Linked DNA regions of Mus musculus: all the other regions are linked to region 4. The links are chromatin contacts, called in public Hi-C and promoter capture Hi-C maps. All regions are on one chromosome and are shown on one strand. Each heading gives the region's core, a stretch centred on a gene start, on an enhancer-like site or on the middle of the called end of the contact. The rest is flanking DNA. Distances are from core to core; before and after follow the strand shown.

Evidence for each region. Promoter capture Hi-C pulls out the DNA fragments that hold promoters and counts their contacts. A called contact is a pair of places that touch in the nucleus more often than the background predicts.
Region 1: a contact with region 4 is called in a promoter capture Hi-C map of pre-B cells. The contact joins the promoter of Serinc1 here to the promoter of Asf1a in region 4. A contact is called at or near these places in 5 of 39 promoter capture datasets (the 3T3-L1 cell line, cranial neural crest, maxillary cranial neural crest and 2 more) and 2 of 484 Hi-C or Micro-C datasets (CD4 T cells and embryonic stem cells).
Region 2: a promoter capture Hi-C map of pre-B cells shows a contact between it and region 4. The contact joins the promoter of Ranbp2 here to the promoter of Asf1a in region 4. A contact is called at or near these places in 2 of 39 promoter capture datasets (cranial neural crest and pre-B cells).
Region 3: a promoter capture Hi-C map of pre-B cells shows a contact between it and region 4. The contact joins the promoter of Gcc2 here to the promoter of Asf1a in region 4. A contact is called at or near these places in 2 of 39 promoter capture datasets (cranial neural crest and pre-B cells).
Region 5: a Hi-C map of rod photoreceptor shows a contact between it and region 4, with 5 times the contacts expected there. The contact joins the promoter of Ascc3 here to the promoter of Asf1a in region 4. A contact is called at or near these places in 1 of 39 promoter capture datasets (pre-B cells) and 1 of 484 Hi-C or Micro-C datasets (rod photoreceptor).
Region 6: a contact with region 4 is called in a promoter capture Hi-C map of pre-B cells. The contact joins the promoter of Hsf2 here to the promoter of Asf1a in region 4. A contact is called at or near these places in 6 of 39 promoter capture datasets (the HPC-7 cell line, cranial neural crest, frontonasal cranial neural crest and 3 more) and 1 of 484 Hi-C or Micro-C datasets (cortical neurons).

The regions. Positions count from the first base shown.
Region 1 is chr10:57,531,115-57,534,453 of GRCm38.p6, reverse strand. It overlaps Serinc1 (serine incorporator 1), which reads left to right and starts at 1,925. Exons shown (of 9, transcript NM_019760.3): 1 at 1,925-2,097. The coding sequence starts at 2,059.
Region 2 is chr10:58,445,246-58,448,674 of GRCm38.p6, reverse strand. Ranbp2 (RAN binding protein 2) reads right to left here and starts at 1,823. Exons shown (of 29, transcript NM_011240.3): 1 at 1,624-1,823. The coding sequence starts at 1,695.
Region 3 is chr10:58,253,324-58,256,830 of GRCm38.p6, reverse strand. Gcc2 (GRIP and coiled-coil domain containing 2) reads right to left here and starts at 1,305. Exons shown (of 23, transcript NM_027375.2): 1 at 1,260-1,305; 2 at 949-1,002; 3 at 1-11. The coding sequence starts at 1,265.
Region 4 is chr10:53,594,898-53,598,453 of GRCm38.p6, reverse strand. It overlaps Asf1a (anti-silencing function 1A histone chaperone), which reads right to left and starts at 1,493. Exons shown (of 4, transcript NM_025541.3): 1 at 1,156-1,493. The coding sequence starts at 1,264. The region is part of intron 7 of Mcm9 (minichromosome maintenance 9 homologous recombination repair factor); the gene reads left to right.
Region 5 is chr10:50,591,392-50,595,002 of GRCm38.p6, reverse strand. Ascc3 (activating signal cointegrator 1 complex subunit 3) reads right to left here and starts at 2,334. Exons shown (of 42, transcript NM_198007.2): 1 at 2,106-2,334.
Region 6 is chr10:57,484,600-57,487,881 of GRCm38.p6, reverse strand. Hsf2 (heat shock factor 2) reads right to left here and starts at 1,497. Exons shown (of 12, transcript NM_008297.3): 1 at 1,281-1,497. The coding sequence starts at 1,373. 4930467K11Rik (RIKEN cDNA 4930467K11 gene) reads left to right here and starts at 1,529. Exons shown (of 4, transcript NR_045353.1): 1 at 1,529-1,699; 2 at 2,808-2,843.

The sequences.
Region 1 (3,339 bases), core at 676-3,175, 3.9 Mb before region 4:
TCATTTTATAAGTTAGCTGATTATATCCATCCCACAAATATAGACAAGAAAATATAAAGGAACATGGAGACATCACCTGAGAAACTGACGCAACCCATTAGGTGGAGGCTGTATCCAACCTAGGTTGGCAAATCACAGACAGTGGTAATTTTGGTAGGGAAGAAAGTAGAGAAAATAACCTGTGTTGATTTTCTATGGACTCCTGTATATGGTGCTAGCATTTGCACTTGTAAAAACATGTGTCATATAATTTAACCCTTACAGTTCTATAGTTGAATCTTATACCCATATATATTAATAAAGACACTAAGCTTTTGAGAAATCAAGCATCTTACTAATGGTGTCTTGTTTTCCCTCCCTCCCTCCCTCCCTCCCTCCCTCCCTCCCTCCCTCCCTCCCTCCCTCCCTCTCTCCCTCCCTCCCTTCTGTTTTTGCAGTGATAAAATACTCTCATCAAAGAAGCTTAGAGAGTGAGGGCTTATTTTAGCTCGTAAGTCAAGGTTATAGCCCATCACAGCTCTGTTCACAATTAAGGCCCATATCAATTAGAGTAACCAGGATGATCCTGCATAGGCATGGCCAGAGATGAACCTAGATTCTGTCAAGTTGACAATACTAACTGTAACAGCTAGTGTCTTCACAACTTATACTGAAAACAGAGTTTTACACTTGGGCGAAAGAGTATAGAGGTCACATTATCAATCAGAGGAGGTACAAATAGCCTCTACGTGATAGTTTATGTCTTGAAATGTTGGGCTCTACTTTCAGGACTCTTGTAACTACAATGGTTCCCAGTCTTCCATATCTATCTCCAACTACAAATGGACTCACTGAACATTTTGTAGCTCTGTGTGTTCTGTTTTTTTCTTTTTGTTTTTTGTTTTTTGTTTTTTGAATCTTGAACTTCCAAATACTAGGGAACGGATACCAGAGACTTTACAGATTTGCATGCTCAAAACACACAGGCTGATTATCTTCTGTTTTCAATTTTATCCCCACTCTTTGGTCTGTGTTAGTTAACAGTTGTAGTTCTGCCAGATTGATAAGGGTTACTCCACCCCTCTATATGCGTTTTTTGTCAATTTTATGAGACATCTTTATTTTAAAATATTTATAGTAATGGGTATTTCAAAGTGATGTCTGTGTACCAAACTCTTCTCATGGAATGTTTTCAAGGGCAAATTACAGAAAAATAAGAATCGACACTTTTCTATGAACACAGCCCAAACATACACATCAAAACAAGGATGTCAATTGTATGTCCGGATAGCTGTTAATAAACCCCTATACTATAATAAATGTCTTAACTAAGTGAACCCTTTTTCAAGTACATGTTAAAATGTGTCTCAATAGTAAACAAAAGAACGGAAAGGCCCAAACTTGCGGGGGAAATACACACACACACACACACACACACACACACACACACATACACACACACACACACACACGCGCGCATATATATATACGGACACATATATATGTACACACAGATATATATTATATACATATATACATACATATATGTATATATATGATATATAACATACATACACACACACACACACACACACACACACACACACATATATACACACACCAGTGAAACTTGTTCCACATAGTGGCTGCAGGAGTAAAATATGTATGTTAGTAGAACAACAACAAAGAAAACAAAACTAAAAAGGGGACTTTAGTGGAAATGAGATGGCTAAATCCCAAGAGGAACCAAAAAACAGTAACAGTAGCTCTTCTAACGTCCAAATTCAAGACAATGACAGAGGCCTTCCCTAACACAGTCTTCTTTACTTGGCAAAGTAGGCCCACTCCATGAAGCCACAAATCTAGCATCGCTGAAGACCACGCCCTTCCTCTCGGCGCATTGCGCACGCCCGGCAGCAGTCACCGGGTCCAGGTCTGAGCGGAAGTGACGCACGCGAAGCTGAGGGGCTTGTGCGTCTGCGCCGGAAGTGCCTGCCAGACAGTAAATAAGCCCAGAAAAAGGACGAAAGAAGCTGTCTCCATCTTGTCGGCACGCGCCGAGCTGGTGACGCGGCGGCGATGGGGAGCGTTCTGGGGCTGTGCTCCGTGGCGAGCTGGGTAAGGCGACCTGGGGCTCGCGGCCCGTGCGAGCTGGGTTTATCCGCCCTCCTCCGGTCTTTGCGGCTCCGCTTCGGGGCTGGAGCCTAGTGAGGGTGAGGCCGGGCGGAGCGGGGCGTCTCCCGAGCAATGGCTTTCTCTCTCGTGGGAGCCTCGGCCGTCGCCGTTCCAGCTCCTTCCTCCCACGGGCACTGAGTTTCTCCTTGTCACCCCGATTCCGGCGACCTCGCACTGCGGCACTGTCATTCCCGGAGGCCTCTTTTGTTCTGACACGCAGCCGCCAGGGAGTCGGGCCCGTTATTTGGGACATCTCGACAAGTGTCGACGTAGTCTTACCGGGTTTTTTTTGTTCTTGTTTTTAATACAGAAGTCAAATTCCCTTACTACGTACCTTTTTCGGTTTTGTTTGCTTTGATTCTTATATTTCCAAATTTATGTTTCTAGAAAAGGTGTTCAGGTCTGTGGGTACTGATTTTTTTTTTTTTTGACGTAAAACATGAACGTGCAATCTGAAAGTTGATGCTATAGGAAGGGTATGTTGCATTTTCGTGAGGCAGTACAATCCTCTAGAACAGTGGCAAGATTTCGTAAACCAGATGGCACAGATGACCCCGTTCTCTAATAGACAAAACATTGGCAGAGCAGTTTATAATAAAAAGCTTCATTGCTTTGGGTGAGGTATTTGGATTCAAATCTTATTCTTTGGCCAATGATTTCTAAGTTTAACTCGGAACAATCTTTTTTAACTAAATCATCCCTTTGTGTATATGTAACCAATGTACTGGCTAGTTTACATGCCTCATCATTTGAAAACTGCTTTGGTATGATATGACGAGAATTATGCTTAGTTTTTACTCAATACTGTTTGTAAGTCCAATGAGCTATTCCCTTATATTTTGCTATTTGCAGTTGGATAAGGAAATTTGACCTCGGAGAGCCTAATTGAGTCTGTTGACCCCTTTATACAGAAGGCAAAATTAAGTGTAGTAAAACTTAATAAATAGGAGCTGGGGAGATGACTCAGCTTGCTGCTTTTGCTAGATTATGGAGTTTAGTTACCAGCACCCACACATTCGGCAGTTCACTGCTTGTAACTCCAGTTCCAGGGAATCTCACACCCCCTGTCTACTCTCCACTGACAGTTGGCTCCCATGGGCACATACTCCCACACATAAGACACATATGCATACACATAACAATTGTAAGTAGTTATTATAAAATGTTTCCTTGGTTTGTTTGTTA
Region 2 (3,429 bases), core at 574-3,073, 4.8 Mb before region 4:
AAAAAAAATAGTAGCAGGATGTGGTGGCACACACCTTCAATCCCAGAACTTGGGAAGAAGAGGCAGGTGGATCTCTGTGAGTTTGAGGCCAGCCTGATCTACACAGTGAGTTCCAGAACATAATAGAAACTCTGTCTCAAAACAAAGAAAAACAACTCAAAAGTCATATTTGAATATGTAGAGACTTTGAAATGGTTCCTAACATAATTTAACAACCATTTACACATTTACATACAATTAATACAATAGTATTAGATACTTTAGTATGCTTTATCTGAAATGCTTGGCATTTTTAGATTTCAGGGTCTTGTTTTTTTAGATTTTTAAATATCTTCAAGCATGTTAGATATCCTGGTAACAAATCCTAAATCTAATATAAACACATTTATCTAAAATGTACACCTTATAGACAGAAACCCAAAAGCACTTTCATATAACTCTTGTACCATGGCATTCTGATTTTGATCCATCAGAGGAAACTGGGTGTAAAATTTCCCACTTTGGGCATACCAGCACTAAATGAACTTGAGACTTTTAAAATCGCTTTGGGGGAGGGGTTGTAGATTTGCTGGACTGGATTATTTAACCTGCAGAAGCCATCTAAAGAAGAGACTTTAAGTAACAACAACAACAACAACAAAAATTATGCCATTTGACTTGTATGTTCATGAACTTTGGTTTATATAGATGACCATAAAACCCTCAGAGACAGAATGTAAAATATATATATATATATATATATATATATATATATATATACACAACTGAATTGGGCGTTTGTAAACAAAAATTGAAGCCCTCTGACTCTTTGTATCTCAAAGTCTGCCCTAAATGTTAACACGAATCATCCTCGGTAACACTAAATAACACTAACAAGGTCAAAATGCCGTTTACTGATGAAGAGTCTATACTGTACCAAGTTAGTTTACCAATGGTAGAACTTGATTGTTCAACACACCCCTCCCCCGCCCAAAAAATAACTGACTGTAGAGCCTCTGTACATCTCTCTCCACCGGCCAACACTCTTTAAGAACCCAAAATAAACACAACGTTAATGATCTTAAACACACACACACACACACACACACACAAAACACGTTGCGAAATAACGTTAGAAATGTTAAGGTATTGCAACTACCGCCTAGAAGGAATTCCGACTAGCAGCCTCCAAAAGGGGTTTGGGGAAGCGGGGCACAGCACTAGAAGACTTAAATTATGGGCCTTCCGTGTCGTTTATGCTGACGCGCCCTTCCTTCCCGCCCTGCTTCGTCCGTGGAGCCACCCACACAACCGTGCAAGCCCACCGCCGCGCGGTGTCAGCCTCCCCCCGAGACACGGCAGCCGTGACAGGGCCTAGCTATCCGGGAGACCGACGACGCCGGGCGGGCGGGCGGGCGAACCCCGCAGAGCGCCCCACGACGGCCTACGGAGCGGAGGCCGAAGAAGCCAGGCCCGAGTGGGCCCGCGGATAGCCATGAAGAGGAAACGCTGGCGGCCGCAGTCCCCACGCCTCCGGTGCTCAGCAGCGCCACGCCGCCCGCGACCGCCTCCACTCCAGCGGGGAGCCGAGGCCGCCGGGAGCCATGACACCGGCGCCACCGCCACCGGACCAGACCCGCTTACCTCTCGGGGCGACGGGGCGGAGCCCTGCACCGAGGCGATGTACCGCTCCACGTCGGCCTTGCTACGCCTCATCGCGCCGCGGACCAGGCTCCCCAGGAGCGGCAGACCAGCCCTGGGGCCTACAGCGACTGCGGGCTCCAGGAGGTGAGCGCCGAACACCGGTGACGCAGCTCCGTCGCGAACGGATGGGCACAGGGCGTGCGGCGCGCGTCATCACTGTGCGCCGCGCTGCGGCCTGGAGCGCCTGCTCGCTGTCACCCCGCCACGCCCGCGCTCCAGACCACGTGACCGTTTCGCAAACGATCGAGACGAACTCCCTTTCCCCGGGAAAGGCTTTATAGATTTCACTGGTGCTACGTCACAAAGCGGACCTAAAATGGCAGTGCCCTAATAAATCCGACCTTTTCGGGTGCTGCATCTGGTCAACACTTGATTTCCTTCTAAAGAGACAAACGTCGTCATTGCCTCCGGTTTCAGCAGAATAAAGGTTAATATTGGTTGAACAGTGTCTTTATGCTTAGATAAATCGGAGTGGAAATATTAGCGTTACGTGATGAGATGCACCTCACGGGGTAGTTGACGGTTAGGGGCAGAGGAGGAAGTGGTGGCTTTCCTGGCAAACAGAAACAGGCTTCACGAGGTTTTAAGAAATGATGACTTTAGGTTTCTGTTTGGGTAAGAATCGAGGCGGCCGTTAGGACGCTGTCAGCAACAATTGCCTTCAGGGGCCTGTTTTGTGACTTAACAATGAGCAGAACAGATTATATTAGAATATTAAAAGTAATAATCTCTTCGTGCTAGAGAGATGGCTCCGCAGTTAAGAGTGCTTGTTGGTCCTCTGAAGGACCGAAGTTCAGTTCTCAGCAGCCGGTTCCAGGGCATCTATCTAAATCCGGGTTCTGACCCCCGTAGAACCCACACACACACGTCCTCATGTACACACACACACACACACACACACAAAGTTTTAAGTAATAGTCTCAAGATTGTGAATAAACTGTCGTAAACGACAACTGCTGAAAAGAACCTTTGTCTGCAAAGACTGATCAAAACCGCAGTGGAGAGGTTAGAGTGGTGCAGTTCCAGATGTTAAATACCTTATTGTCAGATACAAAGGGTACCCCACCCATCCCCCAAAAATGCCACTGACTCCAAAATTGGATCTAACTTAGACTCAGTCTGGACTGTGGAGGATTTCTAGTGGTTAGGAAAAGCCTGCATTCCTTAGTAACTTGTGAAACTGTTTCCTATCTACCAAAGGAGTAATTTCCCTTACCTCTGGCAGAAATGGATTTACAGCTCTGCGCTAGCCCCCAGGCTCCCCAGTCCATACTTACAAGTACTTGTTATACAATTCAAAGCCCCCTTGCCAGCATCCTGGCTCTTTGCTTCCCTCCTCCCCAGATACATATTCCCCCATCTCCCTTCTCTCAGCTTTTCCTGAGAGAGACAACCTTTGTTGTTTGGAATAAACTTTACCTTGTCTACCCAAAGAGTGGCCGTTTCAGTCTCTTTACTGTGCCCCTTGCCCTTGCATACACTTACCTTGGACTAGGTTAGTCCCAGAACAGCATCTTGCTCACCTCTGTGTCAGAACTAACATTCTGTAAACTATAGATTAAAAATCATTGGAATCTATTAACTTAGCAGACTACCAGCTTCTACCAGCAAACAGCCCAAAATGTCAGCAGTGTCATAGGACTATAAAAAGCTTCTCCGCCTTACTGTTACTACATCTCTCATATATCAGGATATATGTTAAGCTTACCTTTATTTATATGACTTTCTTTATTCTATAAAACTTTT
Region 3 (3,507 bases), core at 56-2,555, 4.7 Mb before region 4:
AACGTTTCTAGCTGAAAGATGGAGTCGTATTATTGAGTTTTAAAACCCATGCTTTTAGTACGGCCACCAAAAGAAACACAGTGTCTGCCGAAAACCAAAGAGAGACACTCTAAACAGTTGAGCCAGTCACATTTTTTAAATTGAGAAACGTAACTTCAATAACTAAAAGTAATTAGGTGAATGGAAAATCAAACCAAAACCCCAGCACAAAACTCTTACAGAGAACACTGAGTTCTCTAGCTGTACAAGAAGGGCTTGGAACTCAAGATTTCTCGAGCTGTAGAACTCATTCTGTTGGAAGCTAACAACATAACTACATTCACAGGTGAATCGGGTCACATTTAGACTTCAACTAAAATATTAGGGTTTACTAACTGAAAATTACTTAATCTTTGTGCACAACGTTTCCTCATCTGCAGAATGAGAATAGGGAAGATACGTATTTCAGGAAGCTTACCTGAAAGAATCTGTTACTTCAGCAAATGCCTAGAAATCAGTCTTCAAACACTACATTTTGGTAATAAATTGTGCCCCTACCTTTCTGAATCACTTAGCATAAAACATTGCACAGTGCTGTAAGAACAACCTTATTCCACCCTCAACTCTGGAGCTGGAGCCAACAGGATATAGTTCCTTGCTTCTTCCTGCCTCTTATCTAATCCCCTCGGCTTCGTGTCACTGTGTAAACTTTCATTAAACAGACTAGCTAAATGTTTGAAATACAGCATCGTGCTAACAAGGAGCAGGAAGTAAACAAACTGCTCGCACATCAGGAAATTTAAAAAAGAACAGGAAATCTGTAAGTAAATTAAAATGAAACTCCCTGAGGAAAGGTTAGTTCTTTTTTTTTTTTTTTTTTTTTTTTAAATAATTCTCCCCATGCCAAAGTTTTCCGATTCATTAACCTTATGCGCTACAGGGAACCAGGCGGCTGAGTGCTCTCCTCACCTTGGATTTCGGGGTCCCGGAGGGTGCTGCAGCTACGGCATCTGGAGCAGAATCCTGTAAAACAAACCATAAAAAGAGCTCATCCCAATTCCAGGTACAAGGCGCGGCCAAACAAATCTGTGCAGAGGAGGACCCCTTTAGGCGGTAGGGACCGGAGCTGGGCCGTCGCCACGGCCGGAGCCAGCACCAGGTTCAATGCCAAGCGCCGCGGCGGGGGTCTGGGCGCGAGGGCGGGGACAGGGTGCTCCCATGCCCTCCCACCCCTCGAGCGGCACAGCGGGCCAGCGGGGCGGCGCGACGCCCACCGTTACCTCCATCGCGGCTGCGACCCGCGGCTGCCTCCACCGCCTCTTCAGGAGTCTCGGCTGCTCCGCCTCCGAGGCTGCCGAGCGCGGGTCAAAGGTCTCGTTACGAGGCGACTACGCCTCCCCGCGTCTCCAAGGCTACGCAGAGCTGGCACTTCCGCTTCCTCCTTGGTGTCCGGGAGGAAGTCGTCTTTGCGCAGGTCCCCTGGCCGGTGCCGGAACGCGCTGAGTCGCCCTGCACTACTACCCTGTGCCAGGTGACAGGTTTGAGCACACGTTCCTTTGATCACTTCGTTTTCTAATTTTTAAAGATGTGCTTTACAAATATAACTATCCCGACTAGCAGGCATATGTGAAACAAATAGTTTTATAGGTGACTTTAATTCTGTCATGTTCAAAATAGGTTCCTCTGTGAGTAGTAATAAGGAATAAATTACTGAATCCGTTACTTTCTCAGGAGTTTCAAAATGCTGGCATGCTGTCTCTGTATTGCTAAATATTAATTTGCCGGCTGAGGTGCTTCTCGTGTTGTTTATATTGTCAACTTGAAAGGATCTAGAATCATCTAGGAGAGAGCCTCTAGACATGTATGTGAAATTTATCTAGATTAGATTACTTGAGCTATGGAGACCCCCAGTAACTGTGGGTGGCAGCATTCCACAGACTGGTAACCCTGGTTGCATAAAAAAGGATAACTCAGACTGAATTCCAGCATTCACTTCAAAGAACCCATCGAGGTCACAGTGTGGGAAGGTACACGTGACTAGTCTGATGAGGGCCCTCCCTTGTGGTTACGAATGAGAGAAGACAGGGTAAAGAGATTCCAGGTTCTGTCAAGAGTCCTGCAGGCCTTCTTTTTCCTTGTAGTTGCTCACAAGGGGATGAAGGCAAGATAAGGAAGATAAAACCAATCCAAACCCCAGAGGACTCTAGAGAAGGAAGATACTACAATATAGATTTTCGTTGTTATTGTCTAATAGAACACGTTTAGACTGACCTAGACCCTAAAATAATGCCTGATATTTTTCTATAGTTAAGCCTGGCCTAAACATAAACTAGAGGACAGAGCAAGTGGCCGCTGGTGGCGAATATTAATTAACATGTTGTATTTTCATAGGTGAGAGGGTGTTTTTCAGCAGGTTTTTCAGGTTGTCTACTTCCAGGTGTAGACATACACTAATTGCAGGTATAGGCCTTCAAGCAGTTGGGCCCTCACCCCCAAGTAGAGCCAGAGCGTTTTCCAAGTTCCGTATGGGAAAAGCCAGGTGTTTTTGTTGGTTTTGATCATGGCTTCTGGAAGTCATATGGCATGACCTTTACAAAATATAAAGACATCAAATTCCCTGGTAATACCGTGAGGGGAGAAAATCATTACCCCCTGTCAGTCCTCAGTCCCAATACACAGCCCAGCAAGCGGCTGTGTGCCTTCTCTCTTATTTCTCTGATCCTTCAGGAACAGTTATTTTTTTCAGTTTTACAGTGGTGGACCAAATTCCTTCTGTTCGTCAGGTTTCTTGCACTATTTAAATTCAGTGAGAAGCTGGGTCTAGAGGTGGGATTTTCCTGTAGATACATTTTTTTTTTAAATCTTAAATTGCCCTCTGACTGAAACATCATGATTTGTATCATGCTGGTCTCCTAACTTTGTATTCAGAGAAAGGAGAACAGCAAAATAGCCCAAGGTAAAAAGCATTAGGTTCTTGAAAAGAGCTGAAGAGTAAACTATTCCCAAAAGAGAGTACAATTGTTTACCCCTTGAAATAAGAACAGCTTCAGTACCCTGAGCTAGCACCGATTTGAATATAAGCTCCCTGAGGACTAGGTTTCTTGGTACCTGAAGGCACCATGTAAGCTTCCAGAGAAGGGAACAACAGTCCTTTCCGGCTATGCCACCTTTGAACCACATCCACCAGCACAGCCTGGTAATCAGAGTTCAGTATGACAAGTATGCCTTGGACTTCATTGGACTAATTTGACTTAAGACCTGCTCAACAAGAGGGAAGCCATGCCTCATGGAAACCAACCTAACTACTCAGTGCTACTTAAGTTGTGGTTGTTGGAGGAGAGTCTACAACCATTAATTTACTAAGCCAGCATAACCCCCAGCAATATAAATACTTGTACCCTCAGATGAGTATAGTCTTTACCCCTCATCAAGGAAACTTTTCTTTGCAACAGGTGGAGCCACTAAGAAACCCACAGTCTATCAGTATTCAGAGTATGGAGCTCAGTCCCAAGGGATCTGGCTACAAAA
Region 4 (3,556 bases), core at 244-2,743:
GATGGTTAGCCAAAGGAGTGAAGAGAAGGGGCTGTGACTTCCTTTTTACAATTTTTAAAGGTTTATTGCAATGGTTTTTATAATTAAAGTTAACATTCTACATGAAGTACATTGAAGAGATTATAAACTTTTAAATTAAAAGAGAAATTCTTTTCGTCATGATTAGGATAATACAAGGCATTTTGTCGAAATACTTTCAAGTCCCAAGATGTCCTCCTAGTTAACTAAAATTTAACACCAATGAAGTTAAACTTTTTGTTTCAAATGTTGAAAATGAAGCATTGATTTTAATAAAATCTAAGAAAAGCGTTAAGAAGCCATATTTTAGCTTTCTAAGTTCTGTATTACCTCACTATTTCGCATTTTTTAAACCGTAAAATGTACTTCAGAAAGGATTTTGCCTTCTATCTCCCAGCTAACGTTTGCATTTTCTCCATCTGCTTGGACGTGGAGTTATTTTAATTGCTTCTTCTTCACACGTTCTGGAGAAAGTCTTTCAGACTTTCTAAACGCCAGAGAAGTGCCTGGAATTGGTTAAGCACCCTGCTTCTGCTCTAGGGTGCCATGGAACTTCCCAGCCCCTCACCATTTCTCTCCGAGAGGTCTCTGTCCCCGGGGAGAGGCGGCGCACAGCATCCCGGGCGCCCGCGGAGAGCACGGCCGCCCCCCGGGAGCCAGGCGCCGAGGGGCCGAGCCCAGCGCCCGCCTTCCGCGCTGGTTGGTGGAGGGAGCCGGAGAGCGGCGCGAGGACAGCCTCGGCGGGGCTCGGGCGGGAAGGCGCGGGCCCGCTCGCCCCCGGCGGTCCGGAGCAGGCGTCGTGCCGCCGGGTAAGATGGCTCCGCTTCCCACCGGCCCAGCTTGCTCCCCACCGGGCCGTGGGGCCCTGGGGCCGCCGAGGCCGCACGACCCCCCGCCAGCGCCGCGCGAGCCGGGGGCCGCCGAGCGCCGCCCGCCGCAGACAAAGCTGACAACATGGCTCCCTCCGCCCGGCAAGTTGCTCGCAAGTTGCGGCGCGGCCGGCGTCCCTCAACTTCAAGTTTCCCTCGCATGGCCGCCCTCCCGCCGGCCGCCGGCCGCGGCCCACCCCGCGCGAGGCCGGGCCGGGAAACTTTAACGTCCGCCGCCGCAACTGACAGCCCGGCGCCACTCGCTCACCTTCAGACAGGTCCTCGATGCACTCGAAGGTGATCTCGAACTGGAACGGGTTGTAGAAAGGCGACGGGTTATCCAGCACCACTACATTGTTCACCTGAACCTTTGCCATATTTTGAAGAAAACACAAACAATGGGGCCGGGGCTGGCGGCACCACCGAGTCCCGCGCGCGGCCGCTCCGAGAGCGCAGACCCCCGCCCCGGCGCGGCGCGGCCCGACGTCGTGCAGCTGCGACTTGAGAAACTTTTTTTTCCTTTTTATTTACACGGCGGCACTCCACGGTGTTTTGCAGCTTTCCTATTTCACTAAACTACAGCCCATTCTGCCCTGATAACTAGCAGCGTTGCCCGCGATTGGCTGCCCCCGAGCTCTGACCCTCCTCCTCCAGCGAGGGCCGCGGCGGCGAGCAAGATGGGCTCCCGCTCGCAGAACGGACGGGAAACTTTCACTGCGGCTCCACCTGCTGGTGCGGACCAGGACAAAGGCGCAGAACAAAGTGAGTGGAATAGGGGCTGGGAGGCCCGCGCGGAGGCCGCCGGCGGCGGGGGAGGGGCGACGCAGGCCCCGCCCCCGCCCGGCGGGGCCGCGCCACACGTCGGGCGTGGCCGCGGCGGGACGGAGGGGGCGGGACCCGTGGGGTGGGCGGGGCCGGCGGTGGAAGCAGGAGGGCGCGAGGCGGCCCCGTGTGTGTGCGCAGCATGGGCCTTGGGGTTTTTCGGGTTTTCTTCCAGCCTTTAACGCTTCCCCCACCAGTGCCGGCGGCTTTGCTGGCTCTGCTGGATTTAGCAGATAAGGTGTGCTTTGCAGCCCTTGTCAGGCCCAACTAGCTGTCTGTGCTTCTCGCAATCGTAATGGTAGAGAATAGGGAGAAGGGCTGGTTGCAGTGGGAATAAATTGCATTTTTATAGCCCATGTCAGCTCGAAAGGAGCAAGCCATTTTGGAATTCAAGTTCTTGGCCACGACAGTGCGGTGAAATAGATACAAAATGAGGGCGGGGTGATTTTACACACACACACGCAGGCTAGAAAAAAAATATGCGATCTTCAGCTGCATGTTGGATTTCTTCCCATTTAATAACTGAAAAGATGTAAAACAAAACAAAAAAAAAGAAATAAAAGGGGGAAAACGTGATCAGTTACAGCGAGGCTTCTGTTGTTGGGGGGGCACAGAGAAAGAAGTCAAAAGTCGAGAAAATGGAAGTGTCTGAAGGCCAAAGGACAACAAATGTATTTTTGGTGGAATATGAGAAAGGAGAAAGCACAGATAACATGCCATTTGCTCTTCAAGGCATTTATAACAAACATTCATAAGTGAAAAAGTGCAGCACACCAATTCTGAGGAGACCTTCCATGCCTGTGACGCCTGTGAGACCATTTCAAGGCTGACTGGAGGAAAAGTTGCTTGTTTATGGTACTTAGCCACTGTGGGTAGACTAGGAAACAGGAAACGGAAACCTAACACCTTTGTGAATGTGAACTGATTCTTTTTACTGTGGAGGTGTTACTCATAAACCATTGGGTTCTTTTCTTTTTCCTTATAAATGAAACTACTAAACTATTCAATAAAATCCGGAGTGAAAATTATGTCTTAGTATTAATCTGCAAGTGAAGTTTCTGCTAGTGTGCAGAATTTAATTAATCTTCCTTGGACAGGTTGAGACTCAACTGGATTGCTGTGGATGATCTGTCCTTGTCCGAAGACCTTTAGTTATCATGAAGCAGGGCCTTCCATGTTTAAGGAGATTAAAGTGGGGAGAGAGCCACTTTTATTGTCAGTACGCTGGGCAATCGGTGTCCATCAGTTCAGTCACCATTGTTTTTGTGCATCAGAGTAAAAGTCACACTGTGGTAGTAGGCAAGATGACCATGGCTGGTAAATAATACACGTAGCTCTTATTAACCCTAGTTTTACATGATGTTAGCCAAGATAAAGGAAGCAGTGAGGTTGTAATATGCAGTTATGGCAGGCACCCTGGAGATTCCAACTGACTTATCAATGTGCTCTTATGTGCTTTTTACATGCTTCTTGCTGTTAGACCAGAAGTGTGTTATAAACTATAGAAGACTCATTTCTAGTGGATGTACATACACACACACACACACACACAAGCATGTATGTATCAGGGATTGCTTGTTTGTTTGTTTTTTGTCTCTTGTTTTTTTTTTTTAAGTGCCGTATATAACAGTATTTGGAGGAGGGATCTTCCCATTTTCCAAGCGCTATCTCCAGCACTCTCATCTTGCCCCTCTATGTTATTACTGCTCATCAAAAAATTTTAAGAAAAAACTTGGTCCAATAATTTTTTCACCATGAACAATATTTTTGGAAACCTACCCCTTCCTCCCCAAAAACCCCTTAGAAGCACTGTACCATGTTTCTAAGTAAACTGACAGCTTTAGGAA
Region 5 (3,611 bases), core at 1,085-3,584, 3.0 Mb after region 4:
TTTATGATTGAGGGTCACCACATCATGAGGAGCTGTACTAAAGGGTTGCTGCATTAGGAAGGTTGAGAACCACTGGCTTAGAATGACCCATAGTGATGTCATATTATCTCAGAAAGAAAGAGAAACATGTCTTCTCTTATACTAAGCTACTAGCTTAGTGCCTCCCTCCTCCCTATCTCCCCTGAGTGTGTGTGTGTGTGTGTGTGTGTGTGTGTACAAATGTAAACATGCGTTCGGTGAACATATATAGAAGATTTAATATTAGGTGATAAAGGAGAAATGAAATCAAGTAATAGACATTGTAGAGCTTTTTTTCCATTTTAATTGTTATTTTTTTCATTTTTTGTGGGGAATAAGTGAGTTAAAATATATGTGCTAGTGAAAATGTAAAATTCAACGTAAAGCTCTACAGTTTCAGAATTCTCTAACTGTATAATACCTCCGTTGAGGTGGAGACTTCAGATATGGCTCATTGTTCCTCATGACATTTATTTACAAGTTCTTTGTAATGAAGTTTTGGGAGTACTTCATATTTTGGGTTTTCAGATTTGGAATTCTCAGATTCCTTATTGTCTCCTCTGTAATTCTTCATTTATTTCTGGAGATGTTCATGAGCTAAAATTTTAACTGCGCATACTCACTTTCTCAAAGTTGAAAACTGTACTTATACAAACTATCCTCAAGAAAGATGTATTAGAGTAAAAAGTTTATTCTGTTACCATATAGGCTCTTTATAAAAATGTTTTGTATGTAGACTTTCTATATCCTATGCCAGACATGAGGTATCAATACAACCAATGTAAATACTAGAAAAAAATGAAAACGCTTCCAGCCAGAAATTTGTTTCCAATTATTAATTTAAACATCCCTTCTAAAAGAGTGTTTGCTAGTTAACTATACAAAGTTCTGTGAGAACAGGGACTTTCTATGTCCTACACCTCCCACAGTGCTAGGGAATGAATGAAGAGTGAACAAATGAATGAATTAATGAATGAACCAAGTTTTTTAGAAAAAATTATTCAACAAGGATCAAGAAAACTAAGTCTTGCAAAATTAATTCACTCATGTAAATAACACTAAGCTACACTTAACTGACATCTCTATGAATATTTTAATGCAACACAGTATTATCTTTGTGGATGGCTTACTTATGCAGTGGGTTTCATAGAATAAAGTAATCCTTTTTTTTTTTTAGGTTTTTTTTTTTTTTTTTTTTTGAGGCAGTGTAGCCCTGGCTGTCCTAGACCAGGCTGGCCTCGAACTCAGAAATCCGCCTGCCTCTGCCTCCCAAGTGCTGGGATTAAAGGCGTGCGCCATCACGCCCGGCGCAACACCAGTATTATAATCGTCATGACGTGAAAAACTAAATACAAAACATGAGCTAGAGCACGTCCAGCCTAGACTCAGAAGCGGAATTTGAGAACAATCAAACTCAGAAAACAAACGTTTCAGCTTATGAATCTGAAAAGGGGGTAGATATAGTTGACTGTTCTAATTTTTATCCAGGAACAACAACAACAACAACAACAACAACAACAACAAAAACCACACCACAGGTAGCAATTAGACTGCACTTGTGATGCATATCAAACTCAGTAGACTGAACTTCTTTCTTTTAAAGGTAAAGGAAATTACAGCATCCTACCAAGAACCACTTCATCTACCCCCTTAGCATAGACACTTCTTTATTTAAAAAAAAAAAAAAATACATTCTAGAGTCCTCCGATTGTTAAATTCACCCACTGCCCTGAACTCCAGGACCCAAAGCACTCGCTCCTCTGTGTTGTGGGGGAAACCCAACCCAACAGATGTAGGCGAAGAACGACGTTGCTAGGAATGTGTAATATAAATAAGGGGAGAGGGAGGAGAAAAACAGGTTAAGCCTAGAACAGAAAATTTTTCATCTTGTGGCCATTCTGTCCTTACACGTGGGCAATCGCGCTGGAGTTTTCACCCCAACCCCCACCTACAAACTTAGGTGAGCCGGGACGCCCAGCCGAGGGATGACAGCTCGGTCCACCCGCGCTCTTCCGGACTCTGAGACCAGCCCCGCCCCGCCGCACACTCGGGCTCCGCCACCCGCGCCCTCCCTCTCCCTAGCTCACCTCAGCCCCGCCGCCACGCGCGCCTCCGGCCTCCTGGAGGTTTGCTTCCTCTTCTCACTCCGGCGGAGCGGAGCGGAGGGCTGCGCCCCGACCTCCTCCGCAGCACACGCGGGCCGGCGGGGGTCGCTCGCTGTCACGCCTTAGCGCGCGAGGGCTGCCCAGCTGGCACTGACCCACAAACCCACACACCCGCGCCGAGCGACGGAGGGGCGGGGCGGGCGCCGGCCATACGTCACCGACCGCGACGCCAACGTCGCCACGTCAGCACCCGGCCGCCCTCGGCCCCGCCCATGCGGGGGTTGGCGTCGGGTGGCGTACACGCTAGCAAGTTTCAGCTCAGTTTTAGTGGTCCGACTCTTGGTTCCCTCCGGCCGACTCCCTAATCCCCGCTTGGTTCTGATAATGGCACCGAGTAATTAATTCCTATTGAAGGCAGAAACCAGTGAGTCACAGTCCCGTGGTTACTAGATGGTTCCGCCCACCTGCTCTAGGCTCAAGTTTCGATTTCCCTGAGTTTCATTATTCTCCACTTTGTACTTCTGAAGTTGTTTCTGACCTTCGAAACAAAACATCTGACGATAGCCTGGTGCGACTGGCAAATTTAGAAAAGCTAGCCTAAAAAAACTGCATTGTTGTTAAGTTTGAACTGATGAGCGAGGATACAGATGTGGTATGCATTGTCATCCTACCCTTTCAGCCCATTCTTCCCGAGACAGTTGTCCTAAAACTCACCAGAACCCTGTTTTATAGAAGCAGCATTGGTTGAATAATAAACATAACTTGCCAAACCCACTGGAAGTTCTGTATACCAGACTGAGGTAAGAAGACCTCAATAGCGATAGAAGCATTTCAGAAATTAAAATGAGATAACGCAGATGAAAAGAATCATGAAGTATTAATGAAACTTGGTAAGATTCACTAAGAGGAAAAGTTACTGGACTGTCAGCAATATGAAAGACCCATCTGGTGATAAAGGTTTGTCTGGTATGACCTGAACTTTATGAGGAAAACAAACAAAAACCCTTCACATTCTGAGAGTCCCTTCTAATACAATCCAAGGAACTAAATGCACTGTAGAAGCAATATATGACCATCACAGTCTCTACATTTCTCTAAGTTCCCAGTCTCTACATTTTCTAAGTAGATGCTGAATGCTTACATAATAGGGATTTGGGGGGAGGGAGACGCATTTTAGGAGAATTACTGGCTGGTTTTGCTAAAAGTTAGTCCAGTCGCATGTAGCCTTTCAAGCGTTTACAGTCTAACTCATTTTATCACCAAACTACAACTGGTGATCCCAAAGACTCTTGGTCTCACTAGAGAAAGAATTCTAGGAGAGATACAGAAGAGACTTAAGCAAAAGCAAATTCATTATAGTAAAAAAGCAGAGGCAGATATTCCCAAGTGGGAAGGCCACCTGAGAATCCAAGCAGAGGTGATGTGAGTGGCATAGAAATATTTTGCTAATCTGAGATACATAATTGTGGAATTTTCAGAAACAGAGAG
Region 6 (3,282 bases), core at 248-2,747, 3.9 Mb before region 4:
ATTAATCAATTGCTTAGTCTACACAACCAGCAGGGGTTGGGGGTGGGGCACCTATGTGACAATACACACGAAAATTAAATCCTAGAAAGAAATTTTTAAAACTTGGCACTAATACTCAGCAAAAATTCAGTGACATAGTTGTCCAAATATCAGGTATATTCTATTGCTGTTACCTCCTAAAAGCAGGCAAGGGTGAAAACTAGTTTTAACAACAGAAAAGGGCACAAATGAAACGGAGGAGATAACATTTATTTGACATATAGCTAGGTATTTCCCACTTACTCATCTCAAAAACTGTGAACATGAAAATACCCTGAATAAGTCATCAACTCCAGTAAGAGGAGCCGATCCCCTTCATGAAGAGATTTGAACAATCCAAGCATTGCGAGTCTAGCAAAGGAAAGGCACAAGTGATGTAAAGAATCACTCTGCAAAGAATCTTTGTGTGGAACTGGGGGGAGGGGGTCTTGGGTCACCTAGGCAACGCATCAATCTAACACATAACTTAGACCAGGCAAGATACCGGGCTTGATTAAGGTCATCTTTATTTATAAGGAGGATCTGGATCAAACTGATCAAGGCAACCACAAACCACTATGCCGGCAACTATTCTGTGAAATTTAACGACTCGGTTTTTAACTCCAAGCCGCTAAGTTACTAAGCATAGTCTACAGGCACTTTTACTTGAATTATTTTAAAGAAACGACCCAGTCTCAAAACAATAACTGGGAAATTTCTATGTTAAAACTACATAAATAAAATACATAAATAAAATTTAAAAGCTCAAGGCAAGAGCAGTCGGAGTCTGCACATTTTCCCATTATCATCATAAAAGATCCCAGACGCCAGGGCAAGCAATCCCCGCGGAGGTGATTTCTTTAGATAAGACCTGTGCTCGCTCACTAGCCCGCTCGCCCGCTCTCCCGGGGCTCCGCGACCTCCGCGCCCCGCGGCGAGCAGACGACTGAGGATGAGTGTGCAGAACGCGCCGCCGGGGCCGGTTCCGAGCTCCCCGGGCCGGCGGGACCGTTACCAGGGCGCCCCTCCCCCACGGCGCGCGGCCGGAGGAGAACGGAGCCTGCGGGGCCCGGCTCGCCGCGCACACAAAGCCGGGGGTCCGCGCGAGGTGGGGAGGCCGCGCGCCGCCGCAGGCCGCGGGAGAAGCCGAGCCCAGCCCAGCCCAGCCCAACCCAGCCCAGCCGAGCCGAGCCGAAACGAGCCGAGCCGAGCCGAGCCGGTTCGACAAGGGGGACCCGAGGCCACCGCGTCCCCGACCCTACCTGACTCCAGGTGATGAACTCGTTGGTGTGGGTTTCCTCCACAAGCGTCCACAGCTTGCTGAGGAAAGCCGGCACGTTGGAACTCTGCTTCATTGTTAGCCCGGTGCAGGGATTCCAAATTCTACTACCGAACGCGGAGGTCGCAGCGGCGGCGGCGGCGGCGGCGGCGGCAGCAGCGGCGGTGGCAGCAGCTGCTGCTCCGGGGAACGCACACCACGCAGGCGCGGCGGATCTCGGGCTCCGCCCCCTCGGCGCCGCGGGGCGCGCGGTGAAGGCGGAGAGACCCCGCGGCCGCACGTGATGGACAAGGCTTCGCGCTCCACCCCTGCGCTCTACTCCCGCGCCCGGTCTCAGCGAGTCCAATCCAAGGCTTCGGATGCACTACAGAGCAAAGCGATTGGCTGCTGCCGCGAGGAGGGGTGGGCCCAAGAGTGGTTCAGCCTTCTCTGTTACCTTTTAGGCAGGGTACTCTCTTAGGGAATGATATTGGGTCCAGGGAAACCTTGTTTAGTGGATTCGCATGGAAAGGGTTTGGGTGCACCGGCTGTGGCTGGCAGAGTGCAGAGAAGCCCAAGGGCAGTTGACTCATAAGTTTGACCGGCGAAGAGTAATTTGCTCCAATCTAAAGGAAGGAATACATCACATGGGGCAGTGAGCTGCTTGTGAGCAGATGTGCTAGGCCCCTGGTTGAAACTATCTTAAAGACAATGAGCTTTTCTATACATTTTTCATGGGGAGAAAAATAGCTCATTTAAGGACAGTTTTATCAAAACCTGAAGCATGAATAATAGTTCCCTATTTGTGAAGTACTTGCTATTGTGTGTGTGTGTGTGTGTGTGTGTGTGTGTGTGTGTGTGTACTATTAGGAGCCAGCATCTGTTAAGAGCATCTTATATGCTTTTCTCAACTCAGCAAGCATCAGGTGCCTGTCATAAGCCCAGTTCAAAAGCAACGAGTCTAGTTTTAGAGTATCTGAGTCAAAATGATTGTTCTGCATGTACCTCACAGGGGTTTCCTCAGGCAAAATGTGATTCGGAACAGCTTCTTGAGCGAAATTTCCCATTTCTTCATTGACAATAAGACTTTCTACCCGTGAAGAGTAGCTATAATAACGTGGATCTCTGAAAAAAAGATTTTTTAAAAAACTTTTTTTGTTGTTGTTTTGTTTTGTTTGTTACTTAATAGCTGATCATAGTGTCTGGAATCTGTAAGTCAAGCACTCTGGAGGCTGAGGTAGAACTGTGGAGCAGTGGAGGTCAACCTGGGTTAAATAGTGAGCTCCAGGTATCCTGGGCTAATGGCAAGAAATATAGATAGATAGATAGATAGATAGATAGATAGATAGATAGATAGACAGACAGACAACTTTTTCAGTAAGCATATACTGAACACAGTCATACAGCACTGTTTGGATATATGATGGGGATATATGATGGGGTAACTGTGATTTTAAAAAAAAAGACTAATATTTGATGAGGTCTTATGTGACAAGGGCTTTGCATGTCTTATCCTATTTAATCCTCACAGCAACCCAAAGAGGAAGCTTCAAAGGGTCTGATTCAGGTTGGTACAAATTCTATTCAACCAGTTACACAAAGCTAATCAGAACCAACTCTGTAGCCAGATTCCCAGAGTGGGTTAGCTAGAAGTTTCCAAGCACATTCCAATGCGATGATGGGTTGCTTTACCTCAGTTTGGGAATATTTTCAGTCCCAGAGCCTCACAGAGAAAATGGCAGTGAAAATCCTGCTGTAGTTACAGCAGATAAAGCCCTAGGAAAGCGTTTCCTCTTCTGGTCCGTCACTGCATGCTTACAAATCTAAACAGCCACTTCCAGACTGGAAACTACCCAATGGTGTCCCATGTTTCTAGAATAAGTCCTGCCCTGTTATAATGGCACAGATCTTTTGTGATCCCATGACCATCGTCCTGTCCACTCATTGTCAATCTCTGTTCATGTCTTTGTCACACTTGGTAGCTGTACTGCAGGTAAGAAGAATTC